2 separate regions of the Gossypium hirsutum genome follow, and region 1 is linked to region 2. The links are chromatin contacts, called in public Hi-C maps. All regions are on one chromosome and are shown on one strand. Each heading gives the region's core, a stretch centred on a gene start, on an enhancer-like site or on the middle of the called end of the contact. The rest is flanking DNA. Distances are from core to core; before and after follow the strand shown.

Region 1 (5,306 bases), core at 1,847-4,346, 240 kb after region 2:
AATAATAATTATGTACTTAAAGAAAATCTGTTAATGGTACTCTGATCATTTTAGCTTTTTCTGTTATACTATTATAAAATCATTTCATTCAACCAAACATAAGAATATCATTACAATTCTATTCCATTCCATTCAACTAAACAATTGAATTACTAATTAAAGCTTTATTCTATTACAGCTCTATTCCATTACAGCGAACCAAACGTGCAACCAAACATAAGAATATCATTACAGTTCTATTCGATTTCATCCAACCAAATAATTGAATTATTGATTACAGCTTTATTCTATTACAACTCTATTCCATTACAGCGAACCAAACGTGCAACCAAACATAAGAATATCATTACAATTCTATTCCATTCCATTCAACCAAACAATTGAATTACTGATTATAACTTTATTCCATTATAACTCTAATCCATTACAGCGAACCAAACGTGCAAGTGTTTTCTTATCAACTAATTATATTACAATTTTACCTTTTCCCTGAAACCGCAAAATCGGTCAGCACCCCTAAATTGCTTGGGAAATCGGGTATACGAAACAATTGCAAATTGGAGAGGCGTTGCAAGGCTTCCTTGGATGGCCCATGCTCCAAATTGTTACAACGGTCAAAACTTAACTCTCGAAGGGAGGAGAGATTTCCCAACCACTCCGGCAAAACTTTCAGTCCATTGAAGTCATTAATCAATAATCGCTCAAGTGCCGTGAGATGTTGAAGTTGATTTGGCAAAGCGCATGGTTTATCCCATCCCCACAATGTCAATTCTTTAAGGGAAGAGTGGAGGTGGTGGATGGAACCCAGACCTGGGAATTCCTCTAGCTCTTCTGAGAAGGGACCCAATTCTAATCTCTTCAAACTTGTGAGGCACCCAAGGCTTTCTTCTGGGAGCCTTTTCATGCTTTGGCAATCACAAATACGCAATTCCTCCAAACAACGCAATTGTCCTACATCCTCTGGAATTGACTCCAGATTATTGCAGTTGTAGATGAACAAACGCCAAAGAGAAGTACAAGTTGACAATCCAGATGGTAGACTTGTTAATGCTTCACATTTATTCAGCTCTAATTCTAAAAGAGAAGAGAAACCATATAAGCTGGAAATTGAAATCATAATAGGACAATTTGCAATCTCTAACGTTTCCAATCTTGTGCTTGCAGATAATCCGCCCTCTATCTCCAGTAATTCTTCACAGTTGCGTAATCGAAGACTCAAAAGAGATTGAGATTGGCCATTGAAAGGAGCAGACCTCAAATTAGGACATTCACTTATGTCCACATCTGTTAGACATGTGGAGGTGAGCAGTCCCTCTCCTATTTTACATAATTTTTTACACCACATCACATGAAGTTGTTGAAGAAAAGAGATACCACCCTCTACACTTGGAATGAACCTTAAGTTCCAACGGTCTGTTATTCTTAGTTCTTTAAGCCTAGAGGGAAACAGTTCATTGTCTCTCCAACTTAACTTCTCGCAGTTTTGAATAATGATGGTCTCAAGAGAAGAAAATCTACTCATTCTTGGAATACTGTTCAGATGGTCACAACCTACAATTTCCAACACTAGTAGTGAAGGAAACACAGGAATCGTTGGCTCCACTTCTAACCATTCTTCTACTTCAGGCATATTCCTTAGGATGAAATTTTGCAATGCTGGAAATAAGATGATTGGCTTATTCTTATCACAAACATTCACATAAAATTCATTTCCTACACACCTCACACGGTATAAACCTCCTATTTCAAGAAATTTAAGACTGGGATATTGCCCAAGACTTGGAAGATCATTCACATTCTTACAATCTAATAGTCTCAACTCAACCATATTCATGAGTTGAAAACAAGTATTTGGCTCACCACAAAAGTTCCCTAACAGCCATGATGGATAGTACTCCCCCTTATAACTCTCAATACTTAAGCTTTCCAAGTTTGAGTGAGGTTCCAACCCTTCCAATACTTCCTCATCATGATTACAGTACCCTTCCTTCCGGTTGTCCCATCGGTACCGGTACCGCAACTTGTGTAATTTCTTCTTCTCCCACATTTTAGCTCCCCTAGCTTCTTCTTTGTCTATAACATTCTCAAGACCCTCTATCACCAATTCTCCTCCTAATTCAACTAAAAAACCCAATTCTCCAATTCCAGTTCCCCTTTCTGTACCCACATGAAATACTGGCAAAGTCTGAAGACTAATTAGACATCCTATCCCAATAGGAACATGACGTCCATGACTGATATATAAATGCCTCAAGTTAACTAAATTTTTCATTCCTTCAGGAAGTTTTTTGAGCATTTCGCAGCTCAATAATCTTAACGTCTCCAGAAGGTAGAGCTGAGTAAAGGACTTGGGTAGTCTAGGTATGCGAGTTCTTGAGATATCAAAGTATCTCAAATGCCTTAGCTTGCCAATTGAATCTGGCAATGATACAATATCAGCACCGCCAAATTTAAGAACCACCAATCCTTTGAAGTCTTTTCCAATGAAGGTGAAGCTAGAATTCAAGAACAAAGAGTGCCACAATTTCACATCATCAAACACATTTTGTTGTTTGATATCAGAAATGGACTGGGCAAGATCATGAACTAAATCATGCATCTTACAACTTATGATACGTCCGTACAGATCCTTCTCCACATCTTGCAATAAGGAATTTGATAACAGGTCATTGAAGTACTCATTACCAATATCCTCAAAGGCCAGTTGTGAACTTCCTTTGGATCGTTGAAGAAAGCCTTCAGCCATCCAAAGCTGAATCAGTTCCTCCCTTTGTATCCTAAAATCTTTAGGAAAAATGGAACAATAGGCAAAACATTGCTTTAAATACAAGGAAGGCAAGCGATCAAAACTTAATTTCAGAACACGAACAATACCTTCATTCTTTTCCAAAGAACCCCAAATAGAACTATCCCTGAGCGAGACCCACTCATCTTTATCCCATGTGTTGCACATCGTCCCTCCTATAACAGTTGCCACCAGTGGCACACCTCCACATTTACAAGCAATATCCCTTCCAATAACTTCCAATTCTAGAGATATTGAAGAGTTTCCGAATGCTCTTTCTCTGATAATGGACCAGCACTCTTCATCTATCATCATCTTAAGATGATGCCGATGATAAGGAGGTGATTCCCTTACTAATGCAACATTTTCACTACGACTTGTGACCAGAATGCAACTTTGTTTACTTCCATTCATGCCCAGCAAACTGCCCTTTTAAGTCCAACCAGTTTTTAATATCCTCATCCCACACATCATCGAGGACAAGAAGGAAGGTCTTTTCTTTCAACTCCTTCTGAATTTCTCGAAGTACAACATCCTCGTTCTTGATCTCACAGGGTTTTCTAGTTAGAGATTCTAACATCTCCAACAAAATCCTCCGGACATCAAAGTTCTCTGCTACACAAACCCACATTATTGTCTTAAAATGTTTCTTTATTGTCCCATTATTGCACACTGACTTTGCTAAAGTAGTTTTACCCAAGCCTGCCATGCCTACAATGGATACTGTTGACAAACTTTGGTGAGTGGCTGAGCTAATCAAGAGATCAACTACTTTTAAGACATCAGCTTCCCTTCCAACAACTCGTGATGAGTCAAGGAAGGAGTTGGTGCCTCCTCCTACTCCACTAAATACTGGAGCCGTCGTATTTTGAAGTCTTTGTTGGAGCCCAAATTTGGAGGCCCGATCAGTAATCTCATCCAGTGAAAGGCTAATATTCTCAACCTTTTTAGCCATCTTTAGAGAAAATGCCAGGTGATTTTTGGAGGGGGAAAGGAAATCCCTAACCTTTTTACTCATTTGGTTGTCCACCTTCCGGCGGACATGTTCGTAAGCAAGCTCATCCAATACATCATCCGCCTCATAAGCGATGTCCCTAAGCTGCTCCAACCAGACTTTGACAGCCTCATCAACTTGCCTCCTCTCTGCATCTTGCAAGAGAGCTCGAGTGAGAACTAGTAAGGAACGAAGCTTGTTCAGCTTGTCCTTGAAATCCCATGCAAGGTTGACTTGGTCTTCAAGGAGGGAGATGGCCTTTGATAGAGCCACTTCTACGGCTGCAGTGATGACAGCTTCCGCCATCTGTGAATCGGCAATCAAGAACGGGAGAAAAAGCTTGGAGATCAGCTGAACGAATACAGATACGGCTGAGGTCAGGTCATGTATAATGTCAATCAGACTATGGCCTACCTGCTTCCATTTTATTTTATTTTGTTAGTGCTTCTACCATTTCACATTTTTACCTAAGTTTTTGTGATATTTTAACGGGGATAAAGACTAGTGCTATGGCCATGGATCATGGATTCTAGTTGACTTTAGAACTATCCTATTTAAAAATTAGAATCTATTATTTATTTGATAATATTTAGACTCTTAGGAAATCGTCAATTCACCAATTTAATTATTAATTTTAGTGACTTTGATATGGCATGGAACATGTCAATAATGTTGACATGATATATTACATTTGCAAAAAAAACTAAAAATTATGCATGTTAACTAGCATGCCACATTAACAAAAAATAAAAATTTATAAAAAATATTTTAAAATTAATAAAATAAATATATACATCTAAAATAAATTTGAACAATTATTTGTCTAAATCAAATACAATACTATACTCTTTTTTATAAAAATTATTAAAAATTAGTAAAAGTTATAATTTATAAAAATATTAAGAATTATATTCCTTATATATATACTTTATATTTTCACTTTCCTTTTTCTTTCTTTTTATCTTTCTCTCAACTCTCTCTACTAAGAAGACTGCATGGCACTCTATTCATTTTGAATTCTATAATGACTTTTGTTTGACTTTTTACAAGCTTTTGTAATTTTGAATTCTTTCATGGTACTTTTTTTCTTTTGTAATTTTTAATAATTTTAAAAGAAAATTAAAAGTTTTTATAATTTTATACTCATCTTAAATGTATGTATATTTTTTACTGAAATGACATACCACGTCAATATCTTAAATGACATACCACATCATTATTATAAAGTTGATCAACTAACGATGCCAAGTCGATAACTAACGATGACAAAATGACCTGATTGATATTTTTAGAATCACTAAAAACTGAATAGAATGAACTTTCTTTCTTAAAAGACTTAATTTGCAAATTTAATTTTGACCCTTAAATCATTAAATTTAAACAATTAATAAAAATTAATTTAAACCAGATAAGAAAATGATTTGCCTAAAACCCAAATCAATTCTTGGTGAGCCAAACAAATCGAATTTTCTACTGTGTTTTTTTTTGTTTCCTTAGGGTGAGTTTGGATGGGCGGTACGTTTAGCT
Region 2 (5,302 bases), core at 350-2,849:
TCTGAAACTATGACAAAACTTTTCAAGCATGCCATGAAATATCGATGAAGGAATCCCCTGGAAAGGCATTTCCAACCCACGACACAAACTCTTCATCTGTTCCCAACACCATACCAATAAGCCCAAACAATGACTTCCTCCAAACTCTTTATAGTTACCTACCTAAAATCATCTTCAACATTCATTATCTCATGATTGCCATTCAAAGTTATCAGTTTGCCCACCATTTTTAACAGCTTCATGCTTCAACATCTTTTAGAAATAAAGGATCTTGAGCACACCACCTATTTGAACAACGGTGGTAGACACACCAAACCAATAATTGGACCCATCAATTAGGCCACCAAGACGGAAGGCTTGCATGATCTTCTCGAGATCGCCATGGAGGGCTCCCTTAGCAACGACACAACTGGGGGAAGGGTAATGAGTTTGAAGGGGTTTTTGAGGAATTTGTCGATGGTGATGCTTGGGCAAAATGAGGCCGCTGATAGACAAGTCTACGAAGGTGTCAACAACTGATGTAAGAAATGAAGGTTTTCACATGCTGATGATCATCTTCTCTTGTGGACTGATGCTGTTTTCCATTATTTTTTAGGGATTGCTTTTGGCCATCAAGTCTTAAAACCAATCACCATTAAAGGTTGACTAGACGACAGGTCAACTTATTTTCGACCAGATTAATTTTGATTAAACAAATATTTGGGTCGTTTTTATTTCGGGTTATTAGAAATCATTAGAATTGCTTTACTAGGATCAAACTACCGAATCGAATTTAATTATGATAAAGTTAATGCATTACTGTTTTCAACTGGAGGAACCATCAGGACATGTCAAGGAACAATTATGGTTTCCTGGAATGTTCAAGCAAATGGAAAAGTAAAGTGACAAATCTCCACATCAGAATGGCTGCCTACAGTTCTAAGCAGTAAAAAGTATTACTACAGGTTAACCAAACCTTCCAAGATACAAAATATAAATGAAAAATAACCAATGGGATGAAGTTTTTAAACTATACAAGTGCCCGCGCTTGCCTTTGGACCCGTCCAGAGAAAGGTCATTGGCTGGTTGCTATAGGGGCAACAACATCAGAAACACACAAAAAAATTAGGGTTTGAGCTTCTCCAACAATAACCAGTGCTGTCATCACAAAAGGTCGTAACATGATAAAAACTTAAAGAATACAGCCAAGGGAAAACTAGTAATAAGTTTTTATTATTATCAACTACAATATAATGTATAACAAACAAAGACAAATAGTTTTCAAAACACAGATTTTAAACACATTATTTTGTCTGTCATATAAATGACCTTTACCTAGTTCTTGACTGCATTGTCACAAAAAAGGCTAATGAGATCAAGGCTTTGATCCCATGCTTCACTTCCCCTCTTGCTTTTTCAGCTCCTCGAACTTATCTATAGCCACCTGAAGCTCATCTGTACCTCCAACAGCTCTCATAGTATAGAAATATACACCAAATACAAATGCTGTCAAACCCCCCGCGACTACCATATTCTTAGTCTTTGGTGCAAGGCTGCCATAAGCAAATAGTCCAGCCATCTCAAAGCAGAAAATTGGTCCAATGTGTTAATACCGTCCAAGCTGAAATTCACCAAGCTATTAGTCTACTATCTTCCAAAACTCCACTTGGAAATGGGGAAAAAAGGAGTACAAAAACATGCTCCCTTAGAAATTAACTCTATTAGCCTATATGGTTCTTCGGCAAGGCGATGGAAAGCAACAAAACGTGAAAAAAGAAGAAGGAAATATCCAAAAAAATCCCAATATTATATTACAGTAATTTGAGGAATCTTCTATTGCGTGATACATGATTATAAATTAACAAACAGGAAGAAAAAACAAATTATCTAGCACATCATGTTGATTTATTTTTGAAATTTCATTGCTGAGTCACAGCATGATCCCTACAGAAAGAACAAGATTTTAATCCCCTTCTCCAAATAAAAAATATATAACCAATTAAAATGCAACAGTAATTCCATTGTTCCTTATGAAGTAAAATCATGCAATTCATTTTCTAAAAGATATATATAGTTTCAATTTTTTATTATTCAAAACAATACAACTTGCTTTGATATCAACAGATAACTTGGTGCTTTTTGGTTCTGGAAACAAAAGGCTAAGCAGTTTGGTAACAACAAGTGATGTTTAGATTATTAAACAGAAAATGCAAATAAGGCATCAAAATTCAAACACAAATAATACTGATTTCAAGCAAAAAGTTCATAGCAACAAAAACAGGCATTGTTCATACTTCATCCTTTAAACAATCATTAAATCAAACGAATATTTGTAACAAATCATAACAATAGTAACCAGCAATCAACTATCCAAGAAGAACCCATTTCTCATACCACTGAAAACAAATTAAATTCATATAAAATCAACCCAAAGTCTTAAAACAGATAAGTGGTTCCTCCAAGTTCTGCTAAACAGCAATCTTTCTCTCACACTTTTCAACTTGACCAAGCAATTTCTTTCCTTTTTAAAGTAACACATAATAAAGAACTAAAAAAAAAAACAGCGATAGAGCGGAAGCTTACCCGAAAATCCCAAAGCACCGATGGGTTTTTTTTATTATCTTAACCTGAATACAGAGGAGAAAACAGAAAGGAAATGCTGCAGATTTGAAAGGTAAAGGAATAGGTGGTGCGTGGATTTGGTTGGGATGGTTATGGTTGGGCAAGCAAAACAACGTGGGCCTTAATATTGGCCCATTAATTAATATCATTTACAAATAAAAAGTAAAAAAAAAAACTCATTTTGGTAAATTACAATAAAGGGTAAAGCCCAACGTGACTGACACGACTAAATAGAAAAAAACTATGGTTGGGCAGATTTGAAAGGTAAACGAAACCAAGGAATAGGTTGGGATGGTTATGGTTGGGCAAGCAAAACAACGTGGGCCTTAATATTGGCCCATTAAGTAATATCATTAACAAATTTATAATTTTAGTTTAAAATAGAAAAAAAGAAGAAGCATGAGTTTATTGAACCTTTTAAACAGACTAAAATCTTTAGTGTTAATTACATTATTAAATTGACATTATTATTAAATTTAAAGTATTAAAAAATAGAAATTATACTGTATATCCACGTTAGATTGTATTTTGAAATGCTCACTGTGGTATTCAAAATAAAATGTACAGCTACAACCACCCTGGACCAATCAAAGCACTTTGCAGTTGGGGTTGACGAAAACACTAGTTGACCTGATGATGTTATGGAATATATGCAGAAGGAAATTGGGGGAATTTCTACTTTGCCTTCACTAGATAAGCTTACCATACCATGGAAAATGAAGCCATCAGGCGCCAATGCACTTGTACCTACTTTAGAGACAATGGAAACAGTGGTGACCAACCTTACAAATCCTAAGGAGGCCATGGTTACCATGAGTGCTAAGATGGTGTTAGCAAAAGAGGTGGAAGGGTTGCCATGTGTCTATTTCCATCTCTTTTCTTTTCATATTAGGGTTTAGGGTTTTTTATTTAACAACATTGATGTGCAATTTTCAAGGCTGTGGCAATCCTGAATTTCGTAGTTTAGAAATTTAAATGATTTCAATTATTATGTAAATGGTAAGAACGAAGTGAATGAATTAGTTGATATATATATACTTGTCAAATTGAAAAATATTGTTAAAGATTTTAAATTCATTACTAAATAGACTTCTAACAAATCTTTAAATTTTGAGAAATGATCATGAATATTATGTTCCTAAATAATTCACTACTCAATTTACATTGTTTTTGAAATTCAAATACAAATTCTGAAATACTAGTTCCAAACACTACATAAAAGAATATTGTAAACAGCATGATCTAGATTAGACCTGATCATAGGTTGGGCTAATGCCAAAATTTAGCCCCTTTTTTAGATTCGATTCGACTTGAAAAATGTGCCTAAAATTTTACCCAAGCCCGCCCTAGACAAAAAAATGCTAAACCCGAGCTCGACTTGACCTACCCATATTAATTTTTTTATATAAAAACAAATCTAAAAAATATAATACTTCAAATGCACTAAAAAATATTAACATAAATGTTTCCCAACAAATTAAAAATACATTAAAAAAGTTTTTATATTTAAATAACACTAAGATAGTTACAACTTAGCAAGCAAACGACTCTAAAATAGTATTAAAACTAACAATAAAATAAGAGCTATACAATATTTAAACAATAACAATAAAATAGTAGCAATATAATAGCAAAATGACAACAAAACAGCAGCAGGAAAAAAAATTTAGGCATATTCGAGCTAAGTCGGGCTTGGGCCAAAAAAAATCTTACCCAATGCTCGATCCGTTTTCTTACTTTTTGTTCAAGCCCATTTTTCGAGCCTATATTTTTGCTTAAACCCTTCCTCTTTTTGGGTGAGCCTTCAAGCTTGGACGGTAGCCTAGCCCATGATTAGGTCTAATCTAGATGTTGTTGGTATCTTTGAAACCAGTGTGATTAGGGATAAAGAAATCAATAGAATGATTTCTTCCTTTATCTTATTGGATTGAAGCTTGGGGTTTCTTTAAGGAATATGGATATGTGGAAACACAAAAATATATAGACTTTTTCAGTACCTTTTGAGCTCTAATTCATGTAGTTTCGTAGTAAATTTTGTCAAAACTCACACTTTAATTATAAAATAATTAATTTGCACTTAAATCATTAACATATTGAATTTTAATGATTTTTATAATAAATTTTCACAAATTTATTTTATTTTCGATAGTTTTGCACAAAAGGTGAAAATTAGCTCGGCAGACACCTTGAAAGGCTTGAACCGTTGGGGAATTTTTGCATCAAGCGAACCAAGGGAAATATTAAATATTTTTCCAGCCAAGGTCGATCCAATTTATGATCATTTTATATACTTTATATTTAATTTTTATTCAAGTTAAATTGGGTTAAAAATTAATATAAAGCCTGAAAGAGAAAATGCCCAGTGTGCTAAGCATTAAAGACAGATCTAATAAGAAAGTTTGCAGCCCAAAACCGACCCAATAACCTGACCCAATCAGCTTATTTAGCTGATTAAATTAATTGCAAAATAACCTCAAAATCCTATTCAAACCCCTTTACTTTTTATGCCTTTGAAGATTTGCCCAAGCTAAATTTAGCAGAGTTTGAAACATTCAAACTTTGCTCCATATGCGGCCAGCCAAGGGAAGTGAATGGCTGCTAAATATTTTTTATTTTTAGTAGCCACTTCCACCTATAAATACCCTTTTTCGCCTATTAACTCAACACACCTCTAATTTCATACTTCTCTTTCACTTTCACT

What was found. A called contact is a pair of places that touch in the nucleus more often than the background predicts.
Region 1: a Hi-C map of leaf shows a contact between it and region 2, with 1.6 times the contacts expected there. The contact joins the promoter of LOC107895548 here to the promoter of LOC107896778 in region 2. A contact is called at or near these places in 2 of 34 Hi-C or Micro-C datasets (both in leaf).

Annotation. Positions count from the first base shown.
Region 1 is chrA10:82,099,842-82,105,147 of Gossypium_hirsutum_v2.1, forward strand. It overlaps LOC107895548 (disease resistance protein RGA2), which reads right to left and starts at 3,097. Exons shown (of 1, transcript XM_016820811.1): 1 at 479-3,097. The coding sequence starts at 3,097. The coding sequence ends at 479.
Region 2 is chrA10:81,859,049-81,864,350 of Gossypium_hirsutum_v2.1, forward strand. LOC107896778 reads right to left here and starts at 1,600. Exons shown (of 1, transcript XM_016822051.2): 1 at 1,190-1,600. The coding sequence starts at 1,558. The coding sequence ends at 1,376. It also overlaps the pseudogene LOC121208034.